3 separate regions of the Hordeum vulgare genome follow, and all the other regions are linked to region 2. A link is a contact called in public Hi-C data. All regions are on one chromosome and are shown on one strand. The core of a region is the stretch at or near the end of the contact, and the rest is flanking DNA. Distances in the headings are between cores, read along the strand shown. Region 1 holds the start of LOC123411474. Region 2 holds the start of LOC123408728 (protein STICHEL-like 2). Region 3 holds the start of LOC123408538.

What was found. Hi-C and Micro-C count contacts between places; a contact is called where the count stands out from the background.
Region 1: a contact with region 2 is called in a Hi-C map of seedling, with 4 times the contacts expected there. The contact joins the promoter of LOC123411474 here to the promoter of LOC123408728 in region 2. A contact is called at or near these places in 3 of 6 Hi-C or Micro-C datasets (leaf and seedling).
Region 3: a Hi-C map of seedling shows a contact between it and region 2, with 3 times the contacts expected there. The contact joins the promoter of LOC123408538 here to the promoter of LOC123408728 in region 2. A contact is called at or near these places in 1 of 6 Hi-C or Micro-C datasets (seedling) and 1 of 1 datasets of contacts at active chromatin or transcription factors (embryo).

Annotation. Positions count from the first base shown.
Region 1 is chr7H:417,618,573-417,622,825 of MorexV3_pseudomolecules_assembly, reverse strand. It overlaps LOC123411474, which reads right to left and starts at 1,910. Exons shown (of 3, transcript XM_045104423.1): 1 at 1,000-1,910; 2 at 775-912; 3 at 1-182. The coding sequence starts at 1,677. The coding sequence ends at 138.
Region 2 is chr7H:416,944,827-416,948,962 of MorexV3_pseudomolecules_assembly, reverse strand. It overlaps LOC123408728 (protein STICHEL-like 2), which reads left to right and starts at 1,519. Exons shown (of 6, transcript XM_045101780.1): 1 at 1,519-1,673; 2 at 2,297-3,489; 3 at 3,596-3,812; 4 at 3,991-4,136. The coding sequence starts at 2,362.
Region 3 is chr7H:416,117,383-416,121,915 of MorexV3_pseudomolecules_assembly, reverse strand. LOC123408538 reads left to right here and starts at 2,845. Exons shown (of 2, transcript XM_045101624.1): 1 at 2,845-3,411; 2 at 3,953-4,400. The coding sequence starts at 2,942. The coding sequence ends at 4,070.

The DNA of each region.
Region 1 (4,253 bases), core at 661-3,160, 670 kb before region 2:
ACAAATCCGGTTTGGGTATATGGCAGCCTGGAGACTAACCTGATCATTTACATTTTACAGATGGAATGGAATGGGCTCATGAACCATTCTTGTAACTGGATGAGGCAAGGTCTTTATGATGAAGGCCGCAGCTCGCCTCAGTTGGCCATTGCAACACCCTCCTTATCCTTGATGAAACGACCCTGTTAAGTGAAACAAGATGCACACAGCTTGTTAGAATGAGATTGATGAAACAAACTGGAGTAACAGACTAGTCCCTGTGATGCATTAGTAGTCTGCACACCCAAAATATCAAATGCACAAGCCAGAACCACCAGGAGTACTGTCTCGTGTTTGCCGGAAATTAGGTACAAGAGCAGAAAGATACTTAAGGCGCAGTGTTCGATTCATTCCAAGTGATGTGTGAATTCTTGGTAATCGTCAAATGAAGAAGGTCAGCGCGGGACCATAATTTCGAGGTTATCTTTACATAGCCATGTGGAGAGCTTCAGTTCTGTATGATAAGTTCATTCAATTGTTGCTGGGACCAGAAGCTGGATCTCTAATCCACGATCTACACCCAGATTCCCGGAGGTATAGAATCTGATCAACCTCTATCCCAGATTCCCATCAACGCCATTTAGCAGTTCAGATCATTACTGATGCAGTATGTACCCACACATATTGCTAGATCACAGACACGATAAGGAAACTGCAACAGGTTCAGATACGGCAGAACGCGATGCGAAGAATTACCTTCAAGCGCGGCCGCTTGACGGCATTGAGCCGGCGTACCTCGTACCGGATCCGCTTCGAGAACAGCCGGGCATGTCGCTTCTCCTTATACCGCCTCACCCGCTCCGCCCTCCCGGACACCTCCGGCGAGCTCCACGTCGCCGCCTGCCGCGGCGGCGCCACATCCACGAACACCTCCTGCAACGCAACGAGACTCCGTGTCAGGATTCACGAGCGCGCATCGTCCCCCCGAGTCCGAGAAGATAAAGGGGGTCTTAGGCTTACAGAACCAAGCTCCAGCTTGGGCGTCACGTGGCCCGCCGCGCCGTCGATGTAGAGGGACCCGCGGCCCGCCCAGGCGGCCAGGATCTCGTCGTAGTCCAGCTTGAGCAGCGGCGACCGCGCGGAGGCGGCGCCCGTGCTCGCGGCCGAGGAGCACGAGGATGACGTGGTGGTCGTCGCGGTGGCCGCGCTAGGCGAAGAGGAGCTGCTCCTGCAGTACACCCACCGCTCCCTCCCCCGGAGCGCGCGCCGCGCAAGGTCCTCCTCCCCGCCAGCAGTCCCCGCGGAGGCGTCCGGGGAGGGGGTGCACGAGGGCGAATCCCCTTCGCCGCCGCCGGAAAAGGAGGAGGAGGACAGGCCGAGGATGTCAGTGAGCGACGGCGCCGCCGCGAAGAGAGTCGACGGCGCCTCAGGATGCAGCGCGAACGGCTCGAGCTGCTGCTGCTGCTGCTGCTGCTGCTCGTGCCCGCATCCATCCTCCACCGCCTCCTCCGTGGACGGCGACGCCAAAGCCGAGGGTGGCGGCAAGGAATCCTCCGCCGACAGAGATTCGGCAGGCTTGTCGACCTCCACCGCCTTGGCGAGGTGGCGGCTGAGGCTGAGGTACTTGGTCTTCTTCTTCTTCTTCACCTTGGCCCGGCGCGACCCTCGCCGCCGGCCGCCGCCGCCGCCGCTAGCCATGGCCTCGGAAATACTTCACTACAACCTCAAGGTGCTCCCTGCAAAATGGGCGACAAGCATGGGAACATGAGCACGGGAGAAGCTATTTGGAGGGAAAGCGAGGGGATCTCCCGCGGCCGCGAGCAGGGTGGCGCGGGGCCAGCAAAGGCGAGGCGCTTTTTCCATGATCCTGCGCGGACGTGGCCAAGTTTTACTGACATGGCGACGCCCCATTGGCTGGCCGGATTGCGGTGCTCGGGGTCCTACGGGATCTGGTAGGGTGGGGTTTTAACGGCTTCACGGAGGTTTTGTGATGGGGTGGGCGTTCACATCGTCGCCGTTGCGACTTTAACGCCGGTGCTACGTCTTGACCTTAATCTCGAAACACGTTTTCGTCCCGCTTTATAGATAAAGCACATAGTCCAGCATCTAAACAATACAAACCAACAAAGTGCAAACGTAGGAAATGCTGGGGCACCAGCACATTCCTGCCCAAGAAAGGAAAAGAAACCAAAAATGCCAACGGAGGGGCGGCTAAGGTGCACCCATGGAGCGGCGAGCCGCCGGGCAGCTGCCATCAGCGCATCCAGGTATCGCTGAAGCCTGCCGCGGTCTTGGGTCCTAACGAGCGGATGTCAAAGCTGTAAAAAGGCAAGGAATTTGAAGAACGAGTCAAAAGCACGTCGCTGAAAGATCCTTTCAATCACCATTTTGTTGCGAGTAGTCCAAAGGGTCCACATCATAGCTGCGAATAGCAGCCAGAACAGTCGGCGCTTACGGCCGACCTGGGTGGCCCGTACCTGCAGGAAATCTGCAAGGTCCGAGGCCACCCATTCCGGTCCGAGGGCCTCGCGAACAAAGCACCAAAGGGCCTGTGCCGCGACGCGGGAGAACAAAATGTGAGCGCCGGTCTCCGGGACATGGCACAACGGACAAATGCCGTTACCCGGACCATGGCGTTTCAACACCTCCGTCCCTGAAGGCAGACGATCTCGAAGAAGCTGCCAAACGAAAATCTTGATCTTCAGGGGCAACGGTGCCTTCCAAAGTGGGGATATCCACGGAAGGACAGGCATCCTACACAAAGCCAAATAGGCCGAACTAACGGAGAATTCTCCTGAGGGAGAAAGACTCCAGGAAACACTATCTCTGGACGACAAGGCAGGGAGGGGAACCACCGCCTGCAGGAGTTCCTAGTCCTCGACCTTAGCTGGGCCGAGGGGACGGCGGAACGCAACCTGCCATCCGTCCTCCACAGCAGACGCAGAGACAAGGACGGTAGGGTCGTCGCAAATAGCAAGAGCCTCGGGAAGCGCGAGCGTAAGGGTTCGCCATCCATCCAGGGGTCTAGCCAAAACTGGGTCTCTGCCCCATTACCCACCGAGATCCGCAGACCCAGTCTAATGTCGTTCTTGATGCCCTGAATGGATTTCCAGAACTGCGACCCAGACGCGAGCGAGCAGGCCAAGAGGGGCCTGCCCTGCAGGTACTTAGCCTCAATCAGTTGAAGCCACAGCCCCCCGTCTCCCTGCAGGATCCGCCACACCCAGCGAAGCATGAGAGAACCGTTCATGCGGCAGGAAGCTGGAATGCCCAAGCCTCCTCGGTCCTTTGGCAGGCAAATATCAGCCCATTTTACCATGTGGTATTTGGGTCTACCATCCCCTGCCTGCCAGAAGAACCTAGCCAACTCCTTATCAAAGGCGCTGTGCACCCCTTCGAGCAGAATATACATCCCCATCAAATACACGGGGAGACTCGCAAGGTTAGAGCTAATGAGGACAAACTTGCTTCCTTTAGATGTGAACCTGCCACACCAGGGCTCCGCACGGGACGTTACTCGTCCCACAAGCGGATCAAACCCATTGACCAAAATTCTGGACTTGGCAAGAGGCATCCCCAAATAAGAGATGGGGAGGACAGCCAGTTTGCAGTTAAGGTTGTCTGCGATCCTGTGCTGCTTAGCCTCGGAGTATCCCAGGACCACCACCTCACTCTTATCAAAGTTAATCTTAAGTCCAGACATTTCCTCAAAGCAGAGTAAAAGGAACTTAAGATTAGCAATGTCCGAGTCGGAGCCTGTGACCATGATCATGGTGTCATCCGCATATTGGAGGTGAGATACACCACCACCCGAGATGAGGTGACCAACCACCCCCTGAATATGCCCGGCGAGCTTTGCCTTATCCAGGATGCCGGCGAGGGCGTCGACAGCGAGATTAAAAAGCAGGGGGGAAACAGGGTCACCTTGTTTGACCCCCCTGGAAGCCTGGAAAAAGGGGCCCACTTCCCCATTAACATTGATCGTTGTGCTACCGGATCTAACCAGCTGCATGATCCAGGAGCACAACCTCTAGTCAAATCCGCGATGTTGCATCACCATCCTCAAAAAGGACCAGTCCAGGCGGTCATACGCCTTCTGGAAGTCCAATTTGAGGAAGACCCCCTTGAGTCCCTTGGACGCCACCTCGTGGACAATCTCATGGAGGGCAAGAATCCCATCATGAATCCGCCTGCCCTTCAGGAATGCGGACTAGAGAGGGTGAGCAATCCGTGCGGCCACAGTGGACAGGCGAGTGGTGCATACTTTAGCAAAA
Region 2 (4,136 bases), core at 270-2,769:
ATATAGGATTCTTTTCCAGCTTTTGCTGCCATATGTCTGTAGCGGAATTGCACGCATGGGATTCCATTCCAGCCCATTCCAGCAATTCTCACTGTAGAGGCTCTGCACTTTGTCGTCTATATTGCATTAGTAGTAGTATATGATCATACTTTGTCATGCTGATTCATATTATACGTAGCTCAATACTGAAACCTTAGGTTAGTATCATCAAATATTGTTCCCAGACCATGCTAGGTTTTACGGAAGCTAAACGAAAGGGTCAAACCAAACAGTGGGACCTTTTCACGGCAAGCTATACTGTCGCCGTTAGGCCCTTAGGCTCTTGTTTTTAATCACAGGAACGTACCGTACTGATCTAGTATGATTAAGAACACAGGCCGGCATAACCTCATATATTTTCAATGAAAAACATATAAGCATGCGGAACTGTCTGATTTGGGAATGCTTATCTTGGAGTAGATTCGGACATGATGATGCGATCATATCTTAATGGGTGGGCTAATCTCATGATTAAAGCCACATTTGTTTCAGCAGCGCAGTGAGCAGAGGAGTCGAGACTAGTTAGCTCATCATCAACGCCCTGCCATTGCCTAATCACTAGCAGTAGTAATGAAATGGTGATTAGAAAACGAGTAAACACGTCGTCGTACCCAACTAACCTTGGTCCCCCCTGTGTCGTATCCCCGTCAAAAGAAGAGAGATAAATAATACTACGACGAACATGTGCTGTGGAGAAAAAAGAAGGTCCCGGACATCCATCCTCCTAGCCTGGCACAAGAAACAAACTCTGACGATGCTGCATACAAAACAGAAACAGTTGAACGTTGTCAAAAAAAAAAAAAAACAGAAACAGTAGGAGCATCACAATTCCGTAACATGGGCATGCTCCAAATCAGATGATAAACAAATCTCCTCCAATTATAATTCCGTCTTATAAATAGAAGAGTTTTAAAAAACCCGTCTTATAAAAGGCAATTAGTAGCGTTTGGAACACACACGGGTTTTTCCACTATTTAAACGCATGATGTGAATTTACGGAGGAAGGGGGGAAAATGAGGCCATGCCAGGAAAGCCAAATTTTGCTTTTGGGCGAAACAGAGTTATTTTGCAGTAAAGGACGAAGAGAGGACGAGCAGAGCGGTGGGGTCACGAGCCCCCGCCCCCGGCATCAGCAACAGTAAATCCCACGCCACCCCCTCCCCGCAACATCTCTCACGCTCCGTTACGATTCGGCCGGCCGTGACGGAGCCGTGCGATCCTCTCGCCAAAAGACGAGCATACCCCTTCTTTTCACAGGTATCTACGGCCGTAGAGCCACCGACGGGCGATGGCAGGCGGCCCGAGGCGCGGCCGGCCTCCGATTTCCTCTACTCAAGTCTCCGCCCAGGCCTCTCGCGGTGTTAACCATCCGTCGACTTCGGACGTATTTACGCGCTCTGCCACTGCGCTGCCCCTCGTCTTCTTCTTGCTCCTGCGGCCCTAGCTCCCTTCCCTCCCCCTCGCTCGCGTTATTAATGCGGCGGTGGTGGCGGTGGTGCTAAATACCGGGAGCGGGCTGGAGCGCAGCGGTCGGGTGTGGCGGTGACGGTGCCTAAAGGCTGTGCCGGTTTTCGTCTCCTCCTCCTCCTCGTCGGCGGCGGCGGTGGACGGCTTCGGGGTGGCAGGGGCGTAGGGTAAGCATTCTTTCGGTTCGAATCCCCACCTTTCCTCTTCTGTTCCTGCTCTTCTGGTTATTCGGTTCGCGTGTCGCCGAGATGCTCTCATCTTTCGTTTTACTATTTTCCTTCTTTGAGGTGGTGCATTCCTCTACGGGGAATTGCGCTCCCCTCTCTTTTTTTTAATCCCCCCGCTCCCAGGTTTTTTTCTTCCAACAACCTCAATTCCCAGGTTGTTTTTTCTCTCCTCTTGTTTTTTCTTCTTAGATGCATTCTGCATTCACGATTTGCTCAAAACCACCGGTGCAGCAAGATTGATTTGCTCAATCACTGGTGCAGCAAGATTGATTTGCTCAAACCCGTACGCCCAATTTCTATCCTTTTTTGCTCCCAAAGATTGATTGTCTGCGCGGTAAATGCTGTTTAGGGTAAATCGCAGCGGGAGGGAGTTTGTTTCCTAAAAAATCGCAGTACATGGCCTGCATTTCCAGTTACCAACAATCTAAAAATAGATGGAAATTTTAGATGGGGGAATCTGCTTCATGTTTCAAAATTTTGTGTTACTAGTTTGCAGACGTGCAGTGCATGTGCTTTCCTTGTCATAAATCAAAATTGTTCCTGAACACTCGTCCGCATTGCAGGATTCAGCAGTCTGCAGTCTTCAGTCGTAGAATCAGCGTGTGGAGTTGGTTGGAAGCTTTGCAAGATGATTGAGGGGAGGAGGCATTCGGTTGACATCCCGATTTCGAGGGCTCTAGTCGCCGTCATGAGGTCCAGATCTCTGAGGGACCCAGACACCAACTCGCTGGCCAAGTACTCGGCTAAGAAGACCATATGGGAAGGGTGTTCCCTCGAGGAAGATGACGTCGAGGCAAGCAATTATGGCAGGCACAGCTTCAGCTACAACATGTATGATCATGTTCAGAGGAGGAGGGAGGAGTTTGGCGGCCGCCTAGCCAACTCGCCGATCAACATAATCAAGGCCAACGCGAGGGTGAAGGCGGCGCTTCATAACCAGAACTGCTGCTCTGCGATCTCCGGGATGTCGAGGGCGGCCAAGGACAGGGCTTTCTCTCTGGTGATCGAAGGGGAAGAGCTCGGTCGGAGTGAGCCCCAGGAAGGCGCGAGAAGCTTGCTCCAGAAGTACCGGCCGAAGTCTTTCTCTGAGCTGGCTGGACAGAATGTTGTTGCACAGTCTCTTTCAAATGCTGTTTCTCAAGGAAAACTTGCTCCAATCTATCTCCTCCATGGTCAGCACGGCATTGGCAAGACATCCGCGGCTAGAGTATTCGCAGCGGCGCTGAATTGCCTCTCTCCAGGTGGGAACCAACCTTGTGGGCACTGCGAGGAATGCGTGGTCATATTCTCAGGAAACAGCAGCAGTGTGGTTGAGGTTGATGCTTCCAAACTGGATTGCAAATCTAGGGTTGCTGTCTTGCTCAGGAATGCCTGTGAAGTTCCTGCTTCTTCGCACTTCAAGGTACTTATTGTAGATGATTGCCAACATATGGATAAGGAGGGATGGTACTCCATCTACAGCAGCCTTGAAGGGATCCCTGCGAGCTCAATATTTGTCATGATAACGTCCGACATCGATAAACTACCAAACAACTCTGCTGGATGGTGCCAGAGCTATAGGTTTTGCAAGATAGACGACACAGAGATTGTCCACCGGTTGAGCCAGATCTGCACAAAAGAAGGTATGGAGTTTGAAGTCGAAGCGCTGGAGCTTCTTGCTCGCAAGGCCAGTGGTTCCATTCGGGATGCAGTCCAAATGCTTGACCAACTAACTCTGCTAGGAAAAAGAATCAGCAAATCAGTAACATATGACTTGGTAAGTTGATTTACTCAAGCTTTCTAACTTTATATATATCATCAGAAAATATGTTATCCTTTTTTCCTTCTTAGAACCTGTAAATAACCCCTAGTTATTTTGGCAGATAGGTGATGTCTCAGATGAAGAGTTGCTTGATCTTCTTAATCTGTCGATGTCATCAGATGCTGCTACCATTGTCCGGAGGGCTAGGGAGCTTTTGAGTTCGAAGGTCGATCCCATGCAGCTATTAGCCCAGCTTGCAAATCTTATCATGGATATTTTAGCTGGGAAGCACCCCTCAGATTCTTCAGAAGTTAGGAAAGTTATTGGCAAAAATACATGTACGTTCCCTTCCCTTCCGAGGCAAACTAGTTACACGAGACATAGCGGCACACAGATCTGCTATTTTGTTTATGATTTATCTAGCTTAGCATTATCCCTATATGTGTGTATCTAAGCTTACAGTGTCCATGGATCTGTTATTTCCAAATCAATCTAACCTCGTGTGCAACTTCTCAGCTGCTGAGGTGGACGTGCACAAACTTAGGAATGCGCTGGAAATACTTTCTGAAACTGAAAAGCAATTGAAAACCACAAAGAACCAGTCCACTTGGCTCACCGCCGCCCTGCTACAGTTCAATATGAGAGAGCCTTACTGCCTAGAA
Region 3 (4,533 bases), core at 1,596-4,095, 830 kb after region 2:
ATGTTTATCTTGCTTGTGAAACGCATAGATGCGCTTCTTTCCATTTTGGGGCATCGCCCCCAAAATAGGAAAAGAACGCATCTTAGTCGTTACATTGAGACAACGATTTTTGGCATGGTTCCGATAGGTGGCGCTATCGTACGTCCATGTTAGTGGAGACTTCAACCCACGGGGGGTAACGGCTGCGAGAGTTCATGGAGGGATCCACCCACAAGGGGTCCATGAAGAAGCAACCTTTTCTATTCCACCACGGCTTCCGCCCACGAAGGACTAGCCTTACTCATGGTAGATCTTCATGAAGTAGGCGATCTCCTTGCCCTTACAAACATCTTGGTTCCACTCCACAACACAAAGTAGGAGGCTCCCAAGCGACACCTAACCAATCTAGGAGGTGCCACCCTCCAAAAGGTAATAGATGTGGTAGATTAATGAACTCCTTGCTCCTGTGCTTATAAAGATAGTCTCCTCAACACAAATTCACTCTCTCACAGAATATGCATGGGTAGGAGAGATTGATTTGGTGGAAAACGGTTTAGGGAGGCTAGAGATCAAGTTTCAAATGATTGGATTGGAATATCTTGGTCTCAACACATGAGTAGGTGGTTCTCTCCCGGAAAATGGATCTGGCAATGAAGTGTGTGTTCTGAGTGCTTCTCCCACGAGTGAGAGGTGGGTGAAGGGTTATATATAGGCAGCACACAAAATCCAACTGTTACACCTAAAGTGGCAAACTCAGTGACACCGAAGTTACAAACTCGGTAGTACCGATTAGCACAAAAGGTAGAACTTTTGAATCTTAGTGGGACCGATATACACAACTCGGCGGCACCAAAAAGGTGTCTAACGGTCAGATGGCCAAACTCGGTGGCACCGATACCCAAATTCGGAAATTCCGATTTTGTGTATCTTGGCAATAGAATGTTAGTCACATTGAAATCAGCAGCACCGATATGGATTCGGTTGCACCGATTTGGTGGGAATGGCTAGGGTTTTTGTCTCGGGTCAAACTCGGTGGGTCCGAAATTTGGAAGTTGGTGACACCGAATTTGAGTATGTGGATTTTGACAGAATGGATATGTGGGAAAATGTCTGAGTATTTTGGTGGCTAACTTTGAGCACTTTGAGCAATCAGTTCATTTTACTACCTCACCCCCTTTTAATAGTATTGGCTTTCCTATGGGCTCAAAAGTGATTTCTCACAAATATAAAATGAAGAGTCTTCTAGCTTGAAGCTTGAGCCAATATTATTCCTTTTTTGCATCAAGGGGCATCTCCACATAAACCTTTACCCAAAGCTCTCCATGGATTAAACCTGAAATATCTGGTAAAATTATTAGTCCAAGAGACAATGTATGTTGTCATGAATTATCAAAACCACCAAGGGAGCATATGTGCTTTCAAGATCACGGACCGGTGAGCCATGGACATACATGTCAGTCGATGTTGGCACCACTCTCTGGGCAGTCCATCACCTCTTCCTGAATCCCATGCCACTTGTTGCACGCTAGTTAGATGCTCGCCCAATGGTTGGACAAGGCCTTGTCGCCGCGCTCCATGTGTATGCCGGCGAACTCGGGGTCGACCAACTTGCGCTCGTCGAACGCCGTCTTGATCTTTCTCGAGTACGTATCGGTGGTCTGGTTCGCACCGGTAATTGGGTCGATGCTGATAGTCTTCCATGCTTCGGCGAGGCACTCGTCTTCCTTCGCCGTCCACTTGACGCGAGTCTCAGTCGTCTTCCTGTTGGTCGCTCGTTTCTTCTTCTTTCTCCCCTTGCTCCTCGCCGGCTCCAGCTCTGTCGGTTCTTCCTCCTCCACCACGTCCTCCTCATCCATGTCGTCGCCGATTTCCAGCGGTTCCTCTTGTGTGCTGAACCAGGGGCACGAAGCGGCGGCTGTTGAGCCGTTGTTGATGATCTCCTTCATCTCGGCGTCGCCATTGCTGAATTGTGGCATTGAACCCGGCGCGAAAGGCAGGGGGCACGGCACAGACCCGTCGTAGACGAACCGAGTACGTCGACGAGTAGCCGTACTGGGTGTTGTGGCTGGCGGTGAACACGGAAGGCGTGCGCGGGAAGGTGGTGTTGGTGTTGAAGCCGCTGAGAGCATCGTCGTCGACATATTCTGGCTTGGAGGGCGCGTAGCCCCACACCGACGATGGGAAGTTGGCCGGTGATGCGACGCTCTGCTGGCTACCTCACGCGCCTTGTGGAAACGAGCTCTCCTATTGACGCGGAAAGATCGGGCGCTCGATCGCCATGGTCGAGCGAGGCGTCGCCTCCTGCTCCGCTGCTGCATCCCTGAATTTCTTCATGATGAGACTATTCCGCCGATAGGTGGTCACCGCCGCCCTCCGATCAACGTCGATCTTCCACCGCGCGTTTGTCAAGCCTGCGGGCCTTGGCATCGGCGTCCTCGCCTTTGGTGTGGCGGGTTCGATGGCTTGGCAAGGGGCGGCGTACTTCTTCGACAGCACTGCGGGAGAGAAGATGGAGAGAATGGAGGGAACGAGGAGGGGGGATGTGGATGATGGGAAGGGAAAGGGAGGGAAAAGGCACAAACGCCGGGAAAATCGACGAGTGTCGCCGATAGTGCGGCCCCACGCAACTTTTTGCTTCAGTCGGCGCCCACACGCGCCCCCAGCGTGCTGGATTCGGCCTGGGTCCATCGGCGTCAATTTCGATCCAAACCAACGAAAAACAAGGTCCTAAAAATGCGACTTGGCTTTTTTTTTTTAACGTCGACGATAAAAAAAAAGACCTAGGGGCTATTGGTCGGTGGAGATGCTCTAAGCCCAATTCTAGTTGTTCTAAAAGAAAAGCGCCCAAATGTAAGCCCAACTATAGTACAAGTAGGTTTTCTACTTTCTCGACCCGGCCGAAACCCCAAAGCCCACCACCCTGTTCCCGTCCGTCGCCGGCGCGCACCACCTGTCTACCACCATGCCAACCACGGCCGCCGCACGATCCTTCTTCTCACCGCCAGCACCACATGCTCTCCTCCACGCGGGATCACGGACCACGGTCGCCTCCTTCCCGCGTGGATCGCCTCCTACCGTCGCTCTCTCCCTCTCGATCTCCGCCTCGGCCCCCTCCTCGCCGTGGGCGCCGGCGGCCAACCCCAAATACCACAACGCGAAGGTGGACGCGGGAGACGAGTACGTGGACGGGGGCGATCTGCTGCGGCAGTTCACGCGGGAGGTGGGGCGGGCCGGCGTCATGCACGAGGTCAGGCGGCGGCGGTGGCACGAGGATGCGCGGGACAAGCGCAAGCGAAAGTCCCGCGACGCCGCATGGAGGCTCAGCCGCAGGTGCGCCCCTGCTCGATCCATCCACCTGTTGCTTAATCCCGTGACCCGCCTTTGGGCCTCCCCCCTCCCCGGGTTCATCTTCATCCGCTCTCACTATAAATGGTTGCTCCATTGTCCTGTCCATTTTAAGTGCTACAGATCACATGATTAGTGATTAATGCTGTACAATTATGTGTCTTCCATGTTAGCAACCATCCACATATGAACTCGACGTGACATCGAAATTAAGCAGCAAACTCATGCCACATCAGACCACCGTACATATATATTTCAGGGTAGCGATTGAACCAATCACTGTAGCTGTATTATGTACCACAAACTATTAGTTCTGAATGGAAGTGATCATGAAATTTATGTTCAGCTGTGTATCTGTGCACATTATTTGGATCCCTCAAGTGTTTATCATGAATTCAGGTTAATAGTGTGCATTTACAGTACATAGAAACGAAACCTGTACTAGATTCCAAGTCGATTATTCGTTGAAGAATCGTGTAGCAGAGTTTAAACTAGACTTTGTAGTGTGCAAGGGGCCTGTCAGCGGTTGTAAAGTACACGATTGTACATAGTGATCCCTCGAGTTCATTTCGACTTTACCATTTTTCTTCTTGATTGCTTAATTGGTGCTAATAGTTTTGTCTGGCAGGCGCTTCAAGGGTCCATATCCATTTGACGATGAGCAGGAGTCGAAGGAGGGTACCACGGACGATGATGGGCGTGACAACTGGGAGCTTCCTGGAGGAGAGTTTCCTTCTTTCAGATGAACCAAGAAGCTACATTCATCCATGTTTTGTCTGACAAAGAATTCTGACCATGCAACTTCAGTTATACTGTATTTCTGTAGTTGGAGGAGGACTTAACTTATTTTGTGGGGATCCATAATTCATTTAGGAGGAGGGAAGACTTGGATAGGTAGGCTGAACACGCATCTTCGGCATCGAAAACTCTGATGAATGTTATGTGCGATCTCTCTGGTGTGTAATTCGTATAGAATTGCCAGTTTGCTGTAATGGCTCAACGCCATGTGCCTTCCATTGGAATTGAAATTGATAGTTTTCTGTTCCAAAGACTTTATCTAGTGATCTTTTCATCCATTTCTATTTTGAGAGCTGCAGTGTGCAACTTTATTTTTATGTTATTTTTGGTTACGGGAAGCTGCAATGTGCAGCTTGGAGGAAGCACACGGGGCTGATTTATAGTGGGCCCATAATAGGCCAAATTCCCCTG